Regions from separate parts of the Macaca mulatta genome. Here region 2 is linked to region 1. Evidence: chromatin contacts called from public Hi-C data. All regions are on one chromosome and are shown on one strand. Each heading gives the region's core, a stretch centred on a gene start, on an enhancer-like site or on the middle of the called end of the contact. The rest is flanking DNA. Distances are from core to core; before and after follow the strand shown.

Region 1 (4,408 bases), core at 107-2,606:
GTTATCTTCTCCTTTGCGCGAGACTTCAGGTAGAGACTGGATATCTACCCTCACTCAACCACCCTCAATGGTAGAACTAAAAAGCAACAGAAGGGTTTTACAAGTTAATGTCTCAAGCTAAAAAAGAAAACAAAATGAAACAAAAGGAAAAGGGGGAAAAAAAAACCCATTCCTACATTACTGGTTGGGGGCTTCTCTTCCAATCGCACTCCAAGTCCTGTGCTGCCCAAAAAACTTAACACCTCCAACCTGGTAGAGGCTTCAAATTCCTCCAGATTTCTAAACTGCGAAAGAAACATCTATCTAACAGGCTAAAAACGATGTCCAAGTACGAGGTAAGAAAAACTTCTGCAACACAGACACTGGTCACAGTGCATTCCTACTTTCCCAGAAGGGAAGAGGAGGGGAGGCAGCTGAAATAAGAATAAGAATGAGGGTAAGTCTCGGTGGAAGATGACAGTTTAGAGAAGCGGCTGCTCTTTCTCACATTCAGGGGGACAGGAAGGCAAACGGTAGGTGTTAAATTAAAAACAAAAAAAGTCTACCCACACCACTCTTCCTTCTTCCTCCAGCACAGCTGGAGGGGGAAGGCTCTTCCCCAGAACGCCGGACCAGAGAGATGGCATTGCCACCCCAGGCAAGTGGCGTCGTCCAGCCTGTCACTGGGGCTGGGACTAGAAAAGTTGAAGCAGGAGTAAGGATCTGGGGAAGACGGACACGTCCTTCCGAGGCTGAGGACCCCGGTGGCCCGGGCTGAGGGCAGCCAGAGCCCGGGGTGACCGAGCCCTGCCCTCCGTGTCCGACTCTCTGAGGAACCGGGGTCGCCTGCCGCCTGCCCCGGCCCCTCTCCGCCCGGCCCCGCGCGCCTCCTTGCTTACCTGCTGCACTCCGAGGAACTGGTAGAAGTTGAGCTGCACCTCCTCCACCAAGTCAAACAACTCCAGGTCTCCGCTCTCCCAGCCGCGCGCCGGCGCCACGGCGGCCAGCAGCAGCAGCAGCAGCAGCGGCCACAGCAGCGGCGTCCGCGGCTGCGGCGGCGGGAAAGGCATTAGCCCGAGCTGGCGGCGCCCAGGAAGCTGTGCCGGCCAGGAGCACAGAGCCGTCATCGCACTGGGCTCGGAAAGGTCACCCGCCGCGCACCTCCGTTGGCCGAGAGCTGGGACGTGGCGGGCGGCACTGGCTGTGGGAAACAGTGCCCGTCAGTGAAAAGCGCGGGCAGGCGCACCGGAACGGCCCGCCAGGCGGCTGGTCCCAGACTGAGCGCGGTGGTGGCGGGAGCCCGCGGCCGGACCAGCGGCTGGGCGGGCGGGCGGGGCCGCAGTCGGCGATACGTTCCGCGGACCCTGGCCCCCAGGCCTACACACAGCTGGAGAGCCAGCGCCCGGCGCCTGGGCTGCACAGGGGGAGAGGCTTCCCTTTGCCTCAGCCTATCCCAGGCCTCGCTTCCGGTGACATCACGTCTCCTAGCAACCGCGGGGAAGGGGGCGTGGCCGGAAGCCTGGACGCCTGGCGCCCCGATCTGGGCCTAGGTGAAATGCCTTTCAATCGGTTGGGCGCGTCGAGGAGCTGAATCTACGCCAAAACGGGCTGAGAGACAGGGAAGGTTATAGCCATCACGCGTCTACCTGGAACGCCCCTCGTGGACTTCCCCCGAAATAGCTACTGTCTTCCCCTCCCCCAGCTATCGAACACTAAAAGCATATTTGAAGCCTGATTAATTGATTATGGCTTCCGTGCATTTAATTAGTCCTTCAGCAAAGAAGACAGGACAAGTTGAACCAGGTTCTAAAAGGGGCAAATCTAGTAAGTAGAGAGAGGTAGAGCAGAAAAGGAATTCAAACCAAAACAATTATGAATTAAGATTTACAGGTATAATACCACAAAATGGCCTGGTAGAATTAATAGTTAATAATGGTGACTCAGTCATAGTTGGAGGAGGAATGGAGTTTATCCATCTTAGCCCACCTCCAGTTGGGGTTCTTTTGAAAATAGACCTCAGTTGAGATGTTTCCGTTTTAAAAGACAGGCTAAAAACCTTCTCTCTCTTCCGTAACAATGCCTCACTTCCTAGTCTTGCATTGCTTCTGTTCAATCTCTTTTCAAGTTATTTTCTCCACCACGATTCTCTTGTGTGAACTTTATTTTCCTTTTGGCTTTCTCACATTTCTCTTCCCTGAACTCTCCACTCTTGTTGAGGAAGAAGGAAGCAAAAAATGCTACTAAAACTCAGAAAGTTAGCTCAATTTTGAAAGTTTGACCTCATGCTCTTTCCATCTTGGATCTAGTTAGTTAAATCAAGCTCCATAGCGTAATGATAAAGCTACTTCCCTCTCATAGTCAGAATATACTATGTTGGATAAAGGTTAGAAAAACACTAGGAAGCAAATCTTACTGAGAAAATCCTAGTATGGAGTGTTAAAAATATTTTTAAATAAAATCAATAAATGCAAATCTTGGTATGGAGTTTTAGAAATATTTTTGAATGAATTCATAAATGAATGCAAGTATATCTTGCTTAAAAATAATAGGTATGCTTGAATTACTCACATTTTAATCTATCATGAGGGCTGCTATAACAAAATACTTTAGACTGGGTGACTTAAACAACAGATACTTATTTCTCACAGTTTTGGAGGTTGAGAAGTCCAGGGTCAGGGTGCCAGCATGGTTGGGTGCTGATGAAGCCTTCTTCCTGGTTTGCAGATGGCTGTCTTCTTGGTGTATCCTCAGGTGGCCAGGGAAGAAGGGGTGATGGATGGATGGATAGATAAATAAGAGTTCTCCGCCAGGCCTGGTGGCTCACACCTGTAATCCCAGAACTTTGAGAGGCCGAGGCAGGCGGATCACTTGAGGCCAGGAGTTTGAGACCAGCCTTATCAATATGATGAAACCCCATCTCTACTAAAAATACAAAAAGTACCCGGGGGTAGCTCACGCCTGTAGTCCCAGCTACTCGGGAGGCTGAGGCAGGAGAATCGCTTGAAACCGGGAGGCAGATGTTGCAGTGAGTAGGGATCTCACACCACTGCACTCTAGCCTCAGTGACAGAGTGAGACTCTGTCTCAAAAAAAAAAAAAAATTCTCATGTCTCTTCTTATAAGTGCACTAATCTCATTATGGGGGCTTCAGCTCCATAAGCTCATCTAAACCTAATTATCTCCCAAAGGCTCAGCCTCCAAATATCATCACACTGGCGATTAGAACTTCAACACATGAATTTTGGAAGGATCAAAACATTAAGTCCACAGCAAGCAGCATTGCCTTTTCTGGGTATTCCCCAGTGCTTAGCACAGTGCATAGCACATGAGAGCACTTAATTAGTTGAATTGAATCCTGTGACTACCTCCCTACCACCATTCCCCCTACCACAGATTTTTAGTTTATTTATTTAGAGACGGAGTTTCACTCTTGTTGCCCAGGCAATGACGCCATCTCGGCTCACTGCAATCTCTGCCTCCCACGTTCAAGTGATTCTCCTGCCTCAGCCTCCCGAGTAGCTGGGATTACAGACTCCTGCCACCATGCCTGGCTAATTGTTTGTATTTTTAGTAGAGATAGGATTTTACCATGTTGGCCAGACTAGTCTCAAACTCCTGACCTCACATGATGTGATCCACCCGCCTCGGCCTCCCAAAGTGCTGGGATTACAGGCATGAGCCACCACCCCCAGCCAAGTTTATTTTTGGTTATATCAGTTTTCTTAAAGTGAATGTCATCTTTACCAAGTCCCTAAATTAGGTTACTGTTTATTCAATGAGTAAAACATCAAAGTAAGATGAAATTAATTATCTTAAGCATTACTTTTACATATTATTGTAACATTCATCTTTTCTCCTAATTTGATCATTAGATTAAGTGCAATAAAACATTTGAAACTGGTGCCATGTTGCCACAAATCTAGGATTCTTACCCTGATCTTTTAGCAGGCAGTCTAGTATTTCCCTCTTGAGTTTTACCTTTATGTTGTCTGAGAACCTCGGAGACTTACTGCATCTAAAGAGAGCCCATCCTCTTTCCAAGGCCAAGCTGAAACAGAATTGGAGTCTATTAATAATACTTCTCATGGACATAAGGTATTACTGCCCAGCTCCAATGACACTTGTCCACCCTGAGATGATCTTCTTGCTTCTTTCTAAGGCCAAGCTGAAACAGAATTGGAGTCTATTAATAATACTTCTCATGGACATAAGGCATTACTGCCCAGCTCTAATGACACTTGTCCACCCTGAGATGATCTTCTTGCTTGTCCAGGTTCCTGCAAAGACCACAGTGATATTCATATTTAGACTTCTAGCCTGGCCTCTTTACCTATTCAGTCATTGTCCCAAAAATTACAGTGCAATTAAATAAATCTTTTGCTGAGGTCTGAACTAAGTGAGTGACAATATCCACTGTTTTCTTCCCTGGT
Region 2 (4,743 bases), core at 995-3,494, 230 kb after region 1:
CCTGGCCTTTCAATATTTTTTTAATTCTGTTTTTCTTATTTAACTTTGTAATTGATCTGAAACTGAATTTGTGTGTGGGAAAAAGAAGGGATCTAATTTTATTTTTTTCTTATGAATGTTTGTTTTCTAAATAAGAGAAAATAAAGAAAGATCAATTGCTTTTTATAATCTGTAAACTCCTTAACAACATTCACTATGATTTATACCCATCTCATCAATACATTTCCTCAAAGTACTTTGAACATTACTGGTACACAATGTATATTTTTCGGAGAAGTGATATTTTTTTCTAGCCCCCATTGCTTAGAATATATACCAAGTTGTCCATCTAAAACAATCTGAGTTGTGCTTAATTTATCCCCCTGAGCAGGAAATAGCATCTTAATAGGATTAACTGGGTATAAGCACTGAATCATTCCAATTAAACTGAAGGGTATTAATCACTTCCCTAACTTTGCCCATTTTTAGAAAGTTCATCTGGAGAAATATCTACCTACTCATCAAGTTAGATTCATTTATTTATCTACCAGGAGAAATGCATAAGAAAGAAGTAGGAACCTAGACTAAAAACACATTTTAACCTGTTTTATAAGACTTTTAAAAATCAGCTGTTCGAGGCAGAGAACTACCTGTACCAACCTCAATTTGATTAATGTTTTTTAAGGATACCAATTTACAGATTTAGGCTCTCAATAGGGCCTAGTTGCATTGGTTTAGTTCTTGCCAACACCTATTTACTTTCTCCTTTCTTTCATAAAGAAACAGTCTGAAATTAAGATAGGTTTATAACCTAATTTTAATCAATGACAATTAATGAAAAACCAACAAAGGTAATTTTTAAAGGAAACATTCTAAGATTTTTTTTTTTAAGAATACTTCTATAACTCATTTTTTTAAAAAGAAACTCCTTACAAAATTTTGCTCTTTTCAAACAATTCCAGGGGCATTAGCATCTCATAGGGATGAACACCTGTTTGTTTGTTTGTTTATTTTGGGGGGGGTTGTTTTGGGGTTTTTTTTTTTTTTGCCGGAGGATGTGGTTCTAACAGACGATGGTGAGAAGATGAAACTGACCAGGTGTGAGAATAAACTGACAATTGTAAATAAAGTGAAATATAGTTGGTAAAAAAAAAAAAAGAAAATACATACAAACTTGGGAAGCAAAATCATTTTCTTTTCAAACACTGCATGTAAACTAATTTTATTTTATTTTAATTTTTTTTTTACCACGACTAAGGAGAGGCACTCAGAGGCACTCAGAGGCACTCAGAAAAGATGTCATTGCTGCCAGCTTTTTAATGAGGGAAGCCCATCACTTGAAATTGCTTCTATTAGCAGGTTCCCTAATAAAACCAAGGCAAATCCTGCACAGACTCAAAAAAAAAAATTTTCTACTACGATTCAGCAGTAGCAGTCAGTATCACCGTCTATTTTTAATGTAGCAATATATTTTTCATGGTTCCGCTTAACAGAGCTTAGAGACCTTGAATTTCAAAATCAGAACGCATCTTAGAGGAACTATCCCAGCATCACAATTTGGGGACGTGGGGAAGTGGGGACGTTGTGTATTCAAAAGCATCAGTCTGTTTTGACTTCATCCTTTTTTTAAAAGGATCAAAAGTCAGCCATAAGTGTAAAAGAAAAACTAATTTTAAAAAAGTTTAGCCTTAAAGACGTAACTATCTCAGCGCGTAGAGCGTGGGGCGGGGGGGTTCCCTCTGTTCAAAAGAAAACAAGAAAAAAAAAAAAAAGGACATTGCTGTCTTCTTTGCACACTTCTCTTAAAATCCTCGTTGGAAGCCCCCTGGGGAAATGAGACTCCGATTCCTCACCTATTTAAAATCACGCCACAGCCACGAATCACTGCAAAAGCAAGGCTCTAGCTTAAAACAAAAACAAAGTATTCGCTTCTGCGGAGAACCCGAGGCTCCTCCTGCGCGGGCGACGCTCGGCTGGTGGGACCCGGCCGCGCAAGCCGCGGGTGCAGCCGGGTGGGGGGCACCAGGCGCGAGGCGAGGAGCGCACCACCAAAGGAGATGCTTGGCTCCTAAGATAATACCTTTAAAAAAATAAGAAGGAAAGAAAAAAAAACAAACAAACTCGATACTCAGCCTGACGATCCTTGCCACCCCCTCCCCTGCTCCGACACCCACACACAAAATAAAGAGAGCCGGGCGGGGGAGTGCGCGCCCAGAAAGGGAACAAGAAGCAAGGCGCCTGTAACACAAAATGGAGAAAGAGGAACCGAGAGTGGAAAGGAAGAAGGAAAACCGAGTAAAGGAGATTATTCATAAGAACAGGAAAGGGGCCGAGGGGTAGAGAACACCCGAAGGAAAGCGCAGGAGGCCCTCGTGAGAGGGCAAGGGGGAAAAGATCGACGAATTAAGAGCCAGAAGAGGAAAGGAAAGCAAGACTTTCTAGATGCCGAGGCTCCATTTTCAGCAGCGCCATATTCGCTTTTCCTCTCGCCGCTTTTGGCTGGGTTTTGTGTGCAGCGGTGGACAGGCGCCAGCACATTTCTACAGCTTCAGCAGCTCTGCTCAGACACCTGGGGAGGGCCGCAGGGCCCGGGCGGGGGACGCGCGCTCTTGGCCCGGGCCCGGGCGTGGCCCCCTCCCCGGCCTGGCGGTTCCTGCGCCGCACCCGCCCCGCACTCCTCTAGGTTGCAAAGGGGGCCTCCGGCTCGGGCCCGGCCCGGAGGGGACACCTCACTCGGGGTCTCGCGGCAGCCCCCAGGGGACGCAGGCCCTCTAGTTTCGCCCAGGGTGTGGCTGGGCACGCGTGCCAAGGGGATGCGTAACCGAGAACCGAAAAACACGAACTTAACTTTCGGGGAGGAGGAGAGGGCGCACGCTGGGGGCACCGGGGCTTGGGGGCGCTCCTGGAGGTGACGGGGCCACCTCCACCTGCGCGGGGCCACTCGCTGGGAGCCAGCGATCGATGCCTGCCGCTGCGCCTGGCCCAGGCCGCGAGGCCTCTCGCAGCTCCCGGAAAAACGTCCGAGGTCGGGGCTCGGCCGGGAGCCCCAGGCGGGTCCCCTGGCCTCGGGGCGCCAGTCCGGGAGGTGGCTGGGACTCCGGTGTTCGCGGTTCCCAGCGACTTTAGGCGCGGCCCGTGTCTGAAAGCTCCTCGGGGTTACGTCCTGGGGCGATTGGAGGCGGCTCACGACTCAGAAAGTCGGGGCTTCTCGTCCCGGGTCCCTACCGCTGGCGTCTGTCGAATCCCCACCTCGGTCCTCGGGTAGAGGCGCAAGCGCGCCCCGAGACCATTCTCCTTGCGTCCACCCCCGTTATTCTTCACTTGCACTCGACAGCGTTCTTCACTCAAGGTTAGGACCTCGCTAGTGCCAGAGAAGTCCCTGGGTCCCCAGTGCCCTCAGTCTCGCAGCGTAGGGAGCAGCCGGCCCGGGAGACAAGGAGGCCGCGGCCATGGAGGCCCCAGGCCCGGAGTCCCCGCGCCGTCGGGTTTTGCGCAGCTGACCAGGACCACCGGCTCCTTCTCTGTCCCGGTCCTCCGCTCTCAGCCCCGCAAAGGTGACGGTAGCTGGAGGCTGGAAGCGACGATTTCTTCGGGCCGGTGGAGGGGAACATGTCAGGGTAGACTCAGGATCACAGCGAAGGAAACCGAGCCCCAAAGGGGTCCCCGGGCGTCCCGGGCGCGTGGCTGGTTTTGCTCCTAGAAGGAAAGGCCTTCCCGCTTGTGTTCCACCGGCTCACTAGGTCCTCCCTTCCTGGCCAACTCTAACCTCAGCTTTGTGCGTGTCACCGGGTCCCGGGATAATCGGATCCTCCCAGACCCGGGAATCCATCAGAAGCGCTACCCGAACTTGGCGCCCTGGAAGCTCCCCAAGCGCAGCAGCCGCGCCCTCGAGTTCATCCACTCCGCGAGCCACGGACGGCGCCTGCCCACCCGCGGCTCGGCTTTGCGTGTTGTAAGCCGACTATTCTATCACCACTGCAGGATGAGCTGGCCTTTAAACATTTAAAGAACATTTAGGTTATTTTCAACAGTTCATGCTTTTTGTATCTGTCTTTTCAGACTGCAGATTTCCACAAGGAAAAATGTATCTTTCCTAGACGGCAAAAAGCAGATTTCTTTTATTTTCCTTTTTTAAAAGTTGCCTTAAAATGCCTATCTCATAGTACTTGGGGATTAAACTGTTTCCCGTAAGAGAAAATTCAACGACTAAGCTCAAACGTTAGTCTTGACACCTTTAGTTAAGATGATCCTTTCCCAGTGTGTTAGTGAAATGTTAAAATCAAAATTTCAAAATGAAACAGCTGTTCTACGGCTCTAGAAATTCCAGAAATTTAAGAACTAAAAATATTGACAAGGTGCAAGGCCTAGTTCACAAATAGCATTCCAGCTTCTGTTTCTGTGAGAGTTCTTTTTTAAGGCTATGAAAGATTTTTGAAGTTAAAGTATTCATGGCTGGAACAGACATTTATCATTTGACAATATATGAAATTTTAAATTGTGCATTGTAAGTCTTATGTTTATGTTATGTTTCTTGGATATACTCCATGGCATTTTGTGCTTCTCTCTTTTATGGGAAAACTTACAATTAACTTGCCAGGTTTTTTTAAACATTTAATCTGGATTAGATTTTTTTAAAAAACCCTAAAGCTACTTAGAAAAAGATATTTTATGGTAGCCAAAAAGAAAAATGAATAAAGCTTAAAGTAAGTTATTTTCTCATCTATCAAGGATTGCTTCCTTCTGAAATAAAAATTGGGAGTTGTA

Evidence for each region. A called contact is a pair of places that touch in the nucleus more often than the background predicts.
Region 2: a Hi-C map of liver shows a contact between it and region 1, with 2.7 times the contacts expected there. The contact joins the enhancer-like site here to the promoter of DNAJC1 in region 1. A contact is called at or near these places in 2 of 14 Hi-C or Micro-C datasets (fetal cortex germinal zone and liver).

What each region holds. Positions count from the first base shown.
Region 1 is chr9:23,473,656-23,478,063 of T2T-MMU8v2.0, forward strand. DNAJC1 (DnaJ heat shock protein family (Hsp40) member C1) reads right to left here and starts at 1,357. Exons shown (of 12, transcript NM_001261677.1): 1 at 879-1,357. The coding sequence starts at 1,106.
Region 2 is chr9:23,707,352-23,712,094 of T2T-MMU8v2.0, forward strand. LOC114669905 (a long non-coding RNA gene) reads right to left here. Exons shown (of 3, transcript XR_013397963.1): 1 at 3,205-4,743. Among named protein-coding and RNA genes, the nearest start is that of TRNAN-GUU, 23 kb to the left of the region's middle. Within about 2 kb of position 2,245, at least 27 of the 40 cell types and tissues checked have an H3K27ac peak or open chromatin away from gene starts, as enhancers often do. A contact at or near this core is called in liver, where this site is marked.